Regions from separate parts of the Lactuca sativa genome. Here region 1 is linked to region 2. The links are chromatin contacts, called in public Hi-C maps. All regions are on one chromosome and are shown on one strand. The core of a region is the stretch at or near the end of the contact, and the rest is flanking DNA. Distances in the headings are between cores, read along the strand shown.

Region 1 (6,006 bases), core at 584-3,083, 180 kb after region 2:
ATATAAGACCCTTATGACCCAAAAACGTGGCTAAGACTTCTTATAGGGTTTCACATGTTTTTGGGCAGCCTCCATCCTCTCTCCTCTTCATCCTCTTGCTCTTGGTGTTTGTGAACCATTAGAGGAGTGACATTTGTGGCTCTAGGCTTTCTAAAGTCAATACAAGGAGATTTGGGATTGTTATTACTACATAACAATCAAGGTAACATCTTAAACCTATTCTTATGTTAATATGATTACTTGTATGCTAGAATTAGGGTTTATAGTCTTGGATAACTTGCATGTACAATAGAGAAACCTAGATCCAAACATTAGGGTTTGTATGAGCACATAGGATGTTCTTAGGACCAAAACCCATCAAATTACTAGTAGAAAAATGATAACCATAGCCGAAAATATAGCCTACCATATGTATCACTTGTTGGTAATATTTTTTAAGCATAATTTTTTTGGATTATTTTTGTTAAACACGATTCCATATTACCATATGTATCACTTATTATATACTATATAATAATAAATTTAACAAGTGATACATATGGTAATATTTTTTAAGAAATTTGTCGATAAATTATTATTATATAGCCGGGAAAATGACTCTTAAGGGTAACTAACTGTTGCGTTTGTTCTCATTTGGTCCCTTTCATTTTTTTTTTTTGTACTCAATATACCATCAAACTTGTTATTTGTGTTCACCATAACCCTTTTGACCGACTTTTGACCCGTGATTGCCGGTCAAAGGGTTATGGTGAACACAAACAACAAGTTCGATGGTATATTGAGTACAAAAAAGGGACCAAATGAGAATAAATGCAACAGTTGGTTACCCTCCTGATTCATTTTCCCTTTACTCATTTACAACAAATTTCACATCATCTCTTGCTGATATTAATGACTTTATGAACTTCATTTTTGCTTCTCTTCAAAACATAATCCACGAAAGAACATTATTCATACATGTACAACTTTGTAATGCACTTGAATATTTATTAGGGGAATCTTGACTAAGCAGCTGCATTTCATGACTACATTTACATTTCTAATCAAATGATTTATCATATAATGGACTCTAGACAAGTCTACAAACGAGTGGAATCACAAGTGTTTTGATTTTTTAGTTTACTTAGCTTTAAGATCGAATTCATGGGATAAGATACAACATCAATATGTACAATATCATGCAGCTTTTACAGACACATCACCATAATATACATTGAGGTAAACGTTTATGCTGATAAATATACCTCTCATATACAATCATATCCTTTTGTAGAGAGGTGTTGACAGCTAATCACAATAAGTATAACATAGACAATGTTTTAACGAAGTTACCCATCCGAAACGCTTTTCATATACGTTATGGCCAAAGAAGGTTGCAATATTTGATAATTTTGCAACTTTAATTTCATTTAACTTTTTGAGGAAAATGATTCAAGAGGGTAACCAACTGTTGCGTTTGTTCTCATTTGGTCATTTTTTTTTTGTATTCAATATACCATCGAACTTGTAGTTTGTGTTCACCATAACCTTTTGATCGAGTATCACAAGTCAGATACTCGATCAAAAGGTTATGGTGAACACAAACTACAAGTTCGATGATATATTGAATACAAAAAAAAGGATCAAATGAAAACAAACACAATAGTTAGTTACTCTCCAGAGTCATTTTCCCTTATATAGCCTACCATATGTATTATTTGTTGGTAATATTTTTTTAAATCATAGGTTTTTTGGATTATTTTTGTTAAACACGATTAGTTTAATAAATATCTTTAACTTAAATCTGATCATAAATCAGAAATAGAGAGAAAGAGACACAAGTACCACCGCAATTCGCCCCCTTTTAAACCCCTTTTTTTAAACTGTTTTGGCATCGGCAATTCTGATGCTTCTTGTTCACGTCTATAATCACAAGCTCATTGCTCGTGCGTCGTTTCACATTCCTGTGTTCGAAGAATTTGAAAAAGAAACCCTCCAATTCTTCATCGTCTTCTCGAAGGCAGACTCCTAAATCGGTAATCTTCTCTCTCTTCTCTCTTCCTTCGCCGTCCCGCCCTTCTTCCGGCATCCACTACTTAGACACATCACCACCTCTCTCTCCGTCTTCTTTTCCTCTTCCTATATGTTAATTCTTCATCTTAAATCGCATCTTCTTATGGTTCAACCACCGCCGTTTCCTCTAACATAGCCTTCTTACCTGTATTGACCACGGATGCAAACACAGTTCTTTGTTGCATGTCATGTGTTGATACTGTTTTCTGTAGCCCGATTTTCTATCTGTAATTTATCAGTTAGGGTTTTTGGTAGTTATATACTTAAGCATCTTCTTTTTGTTTCTGATTTTGATTTTTTTTTGCTTAGGTTAACTCATGAATGTCAGTCATTTGATCATATAGTAGCCCCATGCTAATTTGGCACGGAGGTTGCTGACTTAGGTAATACATTACTGTGATGTTGATGCATTTTTGTATTTTTATTGACGCAGTTATCATCATAATGGTTTAACTACCAATTCAATTTGCCAATCATAATGGTTTAACTGTACTAACATTGAAGTTTTATAGACTATTTATGTTCTGAATTGATAATTGGTATAGGAAATGTTTGAAGGTTTAGTAAGGCAGCTGATATTAGGTTATCTTGGCCAATATATTAAAGATATACACAGAGAACAACTCAAGATCACACTGTGGAATGGTAAGTCACCAGTTTCTATCATGACCTTTTTTTGACTTAGTTTGTTATTAATGGCTTGCTACTTTCACTATTATCAGCACAATATATTTACTTTTTATTCATCTACATTTATGTAGTTTGAAGGGTATAACAACATAAGCAGAATACTCATACCATTGTTACCACATTAATGGTTGACCATATGCAATGAATTTCTTATACTATTGACTTTTTACGCTCCCTTTAATGCAGAGGAAGTGTTCTTAGAAAATGTGGAGTTAATTCTAGAAGCTTTTGATTATCTAGAACTTCCATTTGCTCTAAAGCAAGGTGATCGATATCAACCTTAAACTTGCAATACTTATTTTACTTTGTTATTTCTGGGATGTGGTTTTTCATGTTTGAGCTATGGCTGTGATGATTTAACATTTGTGAGTGCTTGATAGGTCGGGTTGGGAGGCTAAGCATTAGAATTCCTTGGAAAAAGCTTGGGTGGGACCCTATTATAATAATTTTGGAGGATATATTAGTTTGTGCCTCTCAACGTGAGGATGAAGAGGTAAGTGATATCTCATATCAAGATATGAGTATTGTACATCTCCATCATATTAGATAACTTTACATTGCATGGGCCCAGGGTTTCCCTGCCAGGTCAGCTTACCACAAAAAAACTAATTTAAACAGCTATTTTTTTTGTAGTGGAGTGTTGATGATGTTGAAAGACGAGAATTTGCTGGAAAAAAGGCCAAACTTGCTACAGCAGAACTGGCAAAGTTATCACAACGTGTGTGTGGTGAGTGACTGCTATCCACCTATAGCTATAGGTTACATTGTTATAACTCCTGTTTTTCATTGTGCATTAGAATGATATGCATCCATGTATCTAGAGAAGTCCAATCTTTGTAGTTTAGTGAAAATGCAACCATGTTTTGTCTGTCCTATATATAAATTTGGCAGCTTTTTCTTCACTGTTGTCGGTTTTAAAATTTCTTAGATCTTCCAGAGTTGTTTAAGATCATCCTTTTACTATACTTTTTAATAGTTGTAGGTAAAAGTGAGTGTTAGTTAATCATAGTTATATTCACTGTTTATTTATCTACTTCTTTCATCCCAAGAAGATAAGTTTGATTTGACAATATACAATAAAAATGTTGGGTATTGGTCAAATATCTAAAATGTTCCTTAATGAGGGCAAAATAAAGAAAAAAACTAGACCTCAATCAAGTTTGCAGATATTAAGTGATGATAATTAATGGAAAAAGCAGGTGAAGAAATGCTGTTTGTCGTATATGGAGATATGGGATTGGTGACATTCTGGGACACAACTTTTTTTTTTTTTTTTTTTTTGCATAAAAACAGCAAATATTTTTTCACATTTTTGGTGCTAATATATTCTGTTGTTCTGCAGATAATGATAATCAAACTGGGAAATCATTTATTTCATACATTACTGCGAAGGTAGTGAGATTCCATGTTGATTTAACTTGTTAATAATGATAAAATCATAAACACTTACGCCTGTGTTTCTGTTGCTTGTTAGGGTTACTTATCATGTAATAAGTTTTCATTAAACTTAAGGTTTTTTTAATTCCGTCATGCTTTCCAGATTATTGATGGCATTCAAGTCACCATCAGGAATGTCCATGTCGTATATAGAGATATTTCAAATGACAAGGCACAGACTGTATTTGGTTTGAAGTTGGCTAGTTTGACTGCAATGAAGCAAAATCTTGTTGGGTATCTCTTTTTTTCTCTACAATCATGTTGTTGTATGTAGTATTTCCAAAGAAAAATAGATTGCACACTTTGATTTTTACAGTCATCTGTCCAATTGATCTTTTCTCAGTTTATCAACTACTTAAAACTCTGAATTACTCTAATAAAATTTCAGGGTATTAAATGGAAAGGTGAGAGCTGGCCAAGTAAACAAACTTGTTGAGATACAAGGTTTGGAAATCTACTGTAAAACCTTTCATGGATCTGCTGAAGATCTGTATACCAACAATGGTGAAGACTCCATGTCAATGGTTGCTGCAAGCTTTGAAAATGATGAACATGTTCACTTGTTGTCCCCAGTTGATGTATCTGCTTCTCTTTCGGTATGCAAGTCATGCTCTAATTGCGTCATCTCATAACAATTTTCTACTGCACATTAGTTAGGTTTTTACTGTTGTACTTTGCAGGTGAACAGGTCTGGAAGGCTCGAGAATAATGCAGCACAATACTCGGTTGATATCGAGTTATCTGGCTTGGTTAGTTTCTTAACTTGTATTATGTCAAATTTCATAAATAACATTTAACTGACATGTCCGACTTATAGGTTTTGTCCCTTGATGAAGATCAATTGCAGCAAATACTGTATCTGTATGATTATCTATGCACCTGTCGGCTAAGAGAGAAGTAAGTGGAATGTTGGTGTTATCCTTTTTTAATTACACTTTCAGATTGTGAAAGATGGGACATTGGTCTTTTAGATATGGACGATATCGCCCTTGGGGGATACCTATATCAGATAGACCTTTGGGGTGGCAGATACAATGGTGGCATTATGCTCAAAACTCTGTGTTGTCTGATGTTCGTAAACGAATGAAGAAAACTTCATGGAAATACCTAGGAGAACGTCTGTAAGTTGTTCTTTATTCATCTATGATCTACCATTTGATGTGTGCATGGAATGCTTGAAATCTTAAACCCTTAAAAATCTTTTACTTTACAGAGGCAGAAAAAGACGATATGTTAAGTTGTACAAGTTGAAACTGGAATGTCTTCGAAAAGAGCAGGTGAGGTGATTACACATATATAGTTTTCTTGATTTAAACATTATATTTAATTAATGGCGTAAATGATTCAAACATTCTTTGGTGTGTATGAATTATGATCAGCCTCTGGATGATGAAATTGTTTTGGAGTTAGACCAAATGGAGAAAGTATCTGATATAGAAGATATCTTGAGTTACAGGTCTGCTGCTGAACACGAGCTTCAGGTATGATTATGATCATTGTTGTTAATATCTATTGCATGTGCATTTTTACTTATACATTTTATTAAAGACTATGAACATGTAGGAGTTCTTGGTGGATTCAGCTTCTGGTTTTGGAAATAGTGAAGCAAATGCTACCATTGACAAGTCAATGGACGATGACCAAACATCTGGCAAACCACAAGGATGGTTGAAGTGGCTTTCCCGTGGTATGTTGGGGGCTGGAGGTACAGATGATTCCAGCCAGTTTTCTGGTGTTGTTTCAGATGAAGTAATTAAGGTATGTGTGTGTGTGTGTTAACTGTTAAGCTTATTTTTATTTATCCAAAATGATTTCACTTTAACTCAT
Region 2 (5,413 bases), core at 1,488-3,987:
ACACCCCACACGCAACCAACCAAATTTACCCTTTTACATTTTATACCGTATGTGAGACTTCTGGGTTATTCTAATTTTCAAAAGAATTAGCAGATCTCATAAGTCATCACTATAATTATGCCCTGTATAATTAAATCATAGTATAATATAAATATAAATCGAACTAATACACATCAATTAATTACTCCGATAAACCTGCCAAGAAAGCAACTCCGGTGGCCGGTAGCCATGACGATCCATATATAAACTTCCCGACAGTGAACCGGTTTGCCTCAATAGCCGATGTAATCACCCGATAACCCGGCCATTTGACCCGTTGCCCGATAGCCCCACCCGGCCCGTAATTCATATATTCCCCGTAGTATAATGTATCCAGTGCAAACGACCCGTCCCATTCCAGCCAACCTTTCGGGTCAATATGATCACCCATGTAGCTTAACAAGTACACTGTCCGGGCATACATCTTCCATGGCCGACCAAGGAACGTTTGGATACTTCCCTTTGACGCCAAAAGATCCGGTTGGGCTAAAAGCTTACATGAGTGGATCGAGATCCCGGTGTTTTGATTTGGGTCTTTCCGGTTTTGGGCCGTGATTGTCACCTTCTGTTGATCCATCGGCTTCCGGGCAATGATATTGCAGTTTTGGATGACGACGGCGGCGTTGCCGAAAATGAAATCCACCGTTCCATAAATGTCACATTCACGATAGAATTGTCGTTGTGAGTGTACGTATAACGAGTCTTGGTATCCAATTATGTTGCATCGGTAAATCACCGACTTATCTGCACCCACTCGGAGTGCTACAGCTTGGTGTTTTGCGGCACCGGCGTAGTTCTCGAACGTAATGTCACGTGCCATGAACCCTGCTCCGGTGGCAGCTGCAAGTCAAATGTTTATTTAATGTACAACTTTACATGCATGGGGTACAAATGATTAGTGAAATGATGGAACAACGCACATGGAAAGGAAGCAAAAGTTGAAAATGACAATTCAGGACATGGGCTATCGGGTTTTATATTTACCAAAAGAAGCAGTGTGGAATGTGGTCACGTTATCAGCAACGCTCACTCCTCCTGTAATGACCGTTTTGCCCATACCATCGCCTATGAACATCAAATTCGTTTTCTTCCTTCCTACCTTTAATTCTTTCTCTTCGTACCTTCAAAATAACAAACAAACAAAAAAGGTTATGAAAATAATAGTAATAATTTGCATTACGACTTCAATGTCGGAATCATTGCTTACGTTATAATTAGCCCGCACCAAACTTAATTGTTTTTATATACCATGCGTCAAATCCTATTTATTATTTATTAAGTTGTATATGTGAATATTATTTGAAAAAATAAAATTAAAATAATAATAATATAACTACATGCCAAATATCCAATCATCCACTTCTATATATTAATTACTTGTCTCTCTTTTATAGTATTATTTAATATTTAAAAACGTACGAGATTTTTACCGTTGACTACGAGAAAACTGACAGTGGTATTACTGTAACTGGACCAAACTAAAATGCCCTTTTGAAAAGTGACATTGAAAAGAAAAGAAAGTGCGTGTGTTTTTTACCTTCCAGCCTTCACGTAGATGATGAATCGGCGATTACTATTCTCAGGTGCTTTTTTGATCGCCTCCTTGATCGTCTTGCACGTGCCATTGCCGTCTTGGGACACAACTATGTCGGCTTGAATTAGGGACGCCGGCGTCTGTATCAATCTTCTCTCTTTCTTCCTCACCCACACTGGAAATTCCGGTAGCGGTGATAATTTACTGGTTTCTTCTGCTGATGACATTAACCTCCTCCTCCGCCGGTTCTGTATCGGAATTCCATCTGCATCCTCGTCCTCGTCGTCATCAGATGATGAGTATATCGCCAAGCTATTGCTCACGAGCTCCGATAAGTCCTTAAGCTTCTCTCGCATCTGATTCCTCACTTCTCCTTCCTCCGTCTCCGACAAACCGTCCGTACACGTGTCTTGATTCGTGAGCGACGCGCTGAGCCACGTCATCACGTCTTCAGGTGATCCTAGGCGCTGCGGGTCACCGTCACCGGAAGGGGCGACGGAAGTTAGCGAGCGTGTGAGCTGGTCAACGGAATCCTCCAGAAGCTCGAGGCAATCGTTGTATGCCGACCGTGCACGTCCGTCCATTTCCAGGTTGCTGAGATCGGTAGACGTATACAACGCCTTCCCGACATGATGAAGCGTCATGTTGACTGAAATGTGAACCAGTTCCTTATCCGATGCGATGAGTGAACCCGGGAAATCGACAAGCGAATTGACGCACAGGTTCTGGTAAAGTGTACGGCTACAGACTCGTGATATGGCTTTCGTCGGCTGCCGGTGGGTCATTGAGCCGGATCCACCACCGGAGTCTTTACTTCGGAGGACCACCACTAGTGTCACAGATACCGCCGACGCGATAATGAGTGTGAATCCGACTATGAGAAGAAGGAGCTTTAGCCTGGACCTTCTTTTGGGGGTTGGTTCAAGTGGTTCTGATGAACTAGTGGCGTAATGATCCTGCGTCAATTCAGCATCGGATTGTGATTTTGCTTCAAGCCTACCGTAATTCATGATTATTCTTAGATTCTGAACGATTGGTTGCAGAAGAGAGAGGATTAATTTGGGGATGATGATCGAGAGGGTCAAATCGGAGAAAGAATGAATATAAATATATACATACATACATACAAAAGGGTGGGCATAGTCGACACTATTTAGTGATGACTGTTTACTTGGACCACGAGAAATTTAGTTTGTTTTGATTTATAAAATTTTATGATATGATTTTAGGGTGGGATGAGTCGACACTTTTTAGTCGACTTTTTAGTGGTATCGTTTGTGAAATGGATCCGAACAACGTGTTGCCACCAATCGGGAGAAGTCACAGGCTATCTATCTCGTTTAAATTCTCTCTCTACTCCTCTTTCATACAGTGTTAATATATAGATTGGATGATTACTTAAAAATCGGTGAGAATTATGAGAACAAATATTTATCGTAATATTGAAAGAATAAGTGGTTAACCAAATCCTATGTGAGTAACTAAGGAAACATAGCTATATTGGGCTTAATACCTTAATTTAATGAAAGTGAAATATTGATAATATTTTTTAACACCCAGTTTCTCTCTAGGAAGTAAGGAAACCGACTGTTGGTCATTAGGGTAATACTTTAAATCTAACAAGTTTGGTAGCTAAATTTGTGAAAGGGGAAAGTAGATATGGAAGCCCTCTTAGTGTTTTGAGTTAGTCGATCAAGGGAAGGAGTAGAATGTGTGTTCTTGAAAGAATAATTAAACCAAATGGGGGTTTTAAATGAAAACACATATTTATGCATTGGAGAAGAATCCATGCCTAGAAATTAATTCTCGAAGGTATGAACACCTCCCTATTTGACTTGCATTCGCGTGTTTAACTTGAAAATGACCAATCTCATTTACTTCAAATGGTAATTTGGGATTAGAGTGTGAAATTCTTTGAATAAATCTTAATTATTATCATCCTTTGAACTTGACTCTAAGATGTTTAGAGATGTTAGGTGTTGAAAATGAGAAAAAAAAACTTGTAACATCCCGATGTCAAAGTAATTTCAATCTTGACCCTATGTTTGAATAATGTTATATTTTAGCCATTGGAATTGGAAAATTGGCCCTTAGTGGCATTATAGTAATTTGGACTTTGGGTTAGTACGTTGGGCGTACGAAGCGTACGCTGAGCGTACCAGGGTGGACCTTAGTACGCTGGGCGTACACCTCGTACGCAGGGCGTATGCACATGATGTCCAAACCCTAATTTTTTAGGTTTCGGCCCTAATATAAATGTCATTATAACCTCATGCCCCCTTCCTTCTTCAGCCTCCTTCTGTGAGATCGACCACAAGCAAACCCTAAGTGAAAGAGTGCCTTTTTGAAGCCAATTTGAGTGTTTAGAAGTGTTCTTGAAGGTAAAGAGTGTGGTGTGAAGAGCTTTGAATTGGGAAGCACCTTTGATCTGTGATTTCTTCCTTGATAGCAACCTCTAGAATGTAAAAAGTTAGCATCTTGATCACTCCATCCTATAGATCTAGACTTTTGCTCTTTTAAGACACTTTTTGGCCCTAGAGTGGTGATTCTTGAGCATGGCATAGTCTTGACCCGATAAGTCGCCCTTTCAGACCTTAGGGAGGGTCTTGAGTCATAAAAATGTAGTTTTGTTGGTTAGTTTTGCTCCATACATTCTTTAGAGGGTCTTAATGCATTAAGATGTTGTACTTTGGAGTATTGGGCACTTAATGGACATGCAAAGTCATAAAGTTGGAAACTTTATGACTCTTGAGGATGATTTAGCATTGGATCTGAAAGTTGGACGTAAGAGATTAAGGCATTAAACTCTTAATGAAGTTTGGGAAGTCTGGGCATACGCCCTGCGTAACTTGAGTACACAGCACGTACGAGGTCAACTCTCCTGTTTGTGGTCAATGCTCGAGTATCCCCCGCATACGCACCCTGAGTTGACTCGGTCGGGTTGACTCAGTTGACTTATTGATTTGACCAGTTTGACCTAAACTAAGGGTGACCAAGTTTAACTTGAGGGTATTTTGGGTATTTTGGATTGTGTTTGAGAATTGGTCAATTGGATGGATAGGCTTCGGTCAGAGCAGAGATTCGGAGTCGGGACCTCATCAGCTATTGTTCAGATTGATATGTGAGTCTTCCTCACTATACTTAGGGGTCAAAGGCAACAAGGTCGGCCCTTTGGATTGATATCCCGGTTTAACGTTTGTTGTTATGTTGTGATGATATGTTAGATCTATATCTTGGTATATAGGATATTGTTATGTTGTAGAGATCTGTTAAATCGACATCCTGGTATTTGGGATGTTAGCATGCGGTAGTGATTTGTAGATCTGTTAAATCGACATCCTGGTATTTGGGATGTTAAATCGACATCCTGGTATTCACGGCCAGAAACGACCGATTTTGTTTATGCTTTATAAAAATCAGAGTACTTCTTTTCATAAAAATGTTGCAGAATTTGTTCCCAGAAAAACATGATAAATACGTTATTAAAACATTTTCGAAGAAACGTATTTATTTCATTTTAAAACGTTTGTGATGTCATCGTTAATACAGAAACATAAGCATAAACAGAACTTACAATTATTTACACTAGTGATCTACATCTCTTTAAATCTCTCAATGTAATGTCACTTCATATCGTCACCTGTGATATAAATAAATTGAGTGGGTCAGGTTGGGAAACCTGGTGAGTACATAGGGTTTTCAACCCACAATAATATAATTATTATGTTTAAACAATCAAACAATCAACCCAATTACCCATCCTCATTATCTTCTTTTACTCTTAAGGATTTATCCTAAGAGTCATCTATCCTGCCTTTGTTTATTCCGAAGTTCCTTACT

The links. A called contact is a pair of places that touch in the nucleus more often than the background predicts.
Region 1: a Hi-C map of leaf shows a contact between it and region 2, with 3 times the contacts expected there. The contact joins the promoter of LOC111876265 here to the promoter of LOC111876261 in region 2. A contact is called at or near these places in 2 of 4 Hi-C or Micro-C datasets (leaf and seed).

The regions. Positions count from the first base shown.
Region 1 is chr8:7,179,665-7,185,670 of Lsat_Salinas_v11, forward strand. It overlaps LOC111876265, which reads left to right and starts at 1,834. Exons shown (of 42, transcript XM_023872820.3): 1 at 1,834-2,015; 2 at 2,362-2,435; 3 at 2,598-2,697; 4 at 2,929-3,006; 5 at 3,123-3,235; 6 at 3,376-3,469; 7 at 4,085-4,134; 8 at 4,283-4,413; 9 at 4,568-4,775; 10 at 4,860-4,928; 11 at 4,997-5,076; 12 at 5,151-5,300; 13 at 5,393-5,456; 14 at 5,559-5,660; 1 more. The coding sequence starts at 2,601.
Region 2 is chr8:7,003,177-7,008,589 of Lsat_Salinas_v11, forward strand. LOC111876261 (probable pectinesterase/pectinesterase inhibitor 61) reads right to left here and starts at 2,738. Exons shown (of 3, transcript XM_023872805.3): 1 at 1,577-2,738; 2 at 1,024-1,160; 3 at 1-879. The coding sequence starts at 2,694. The coding sequence ends at 182.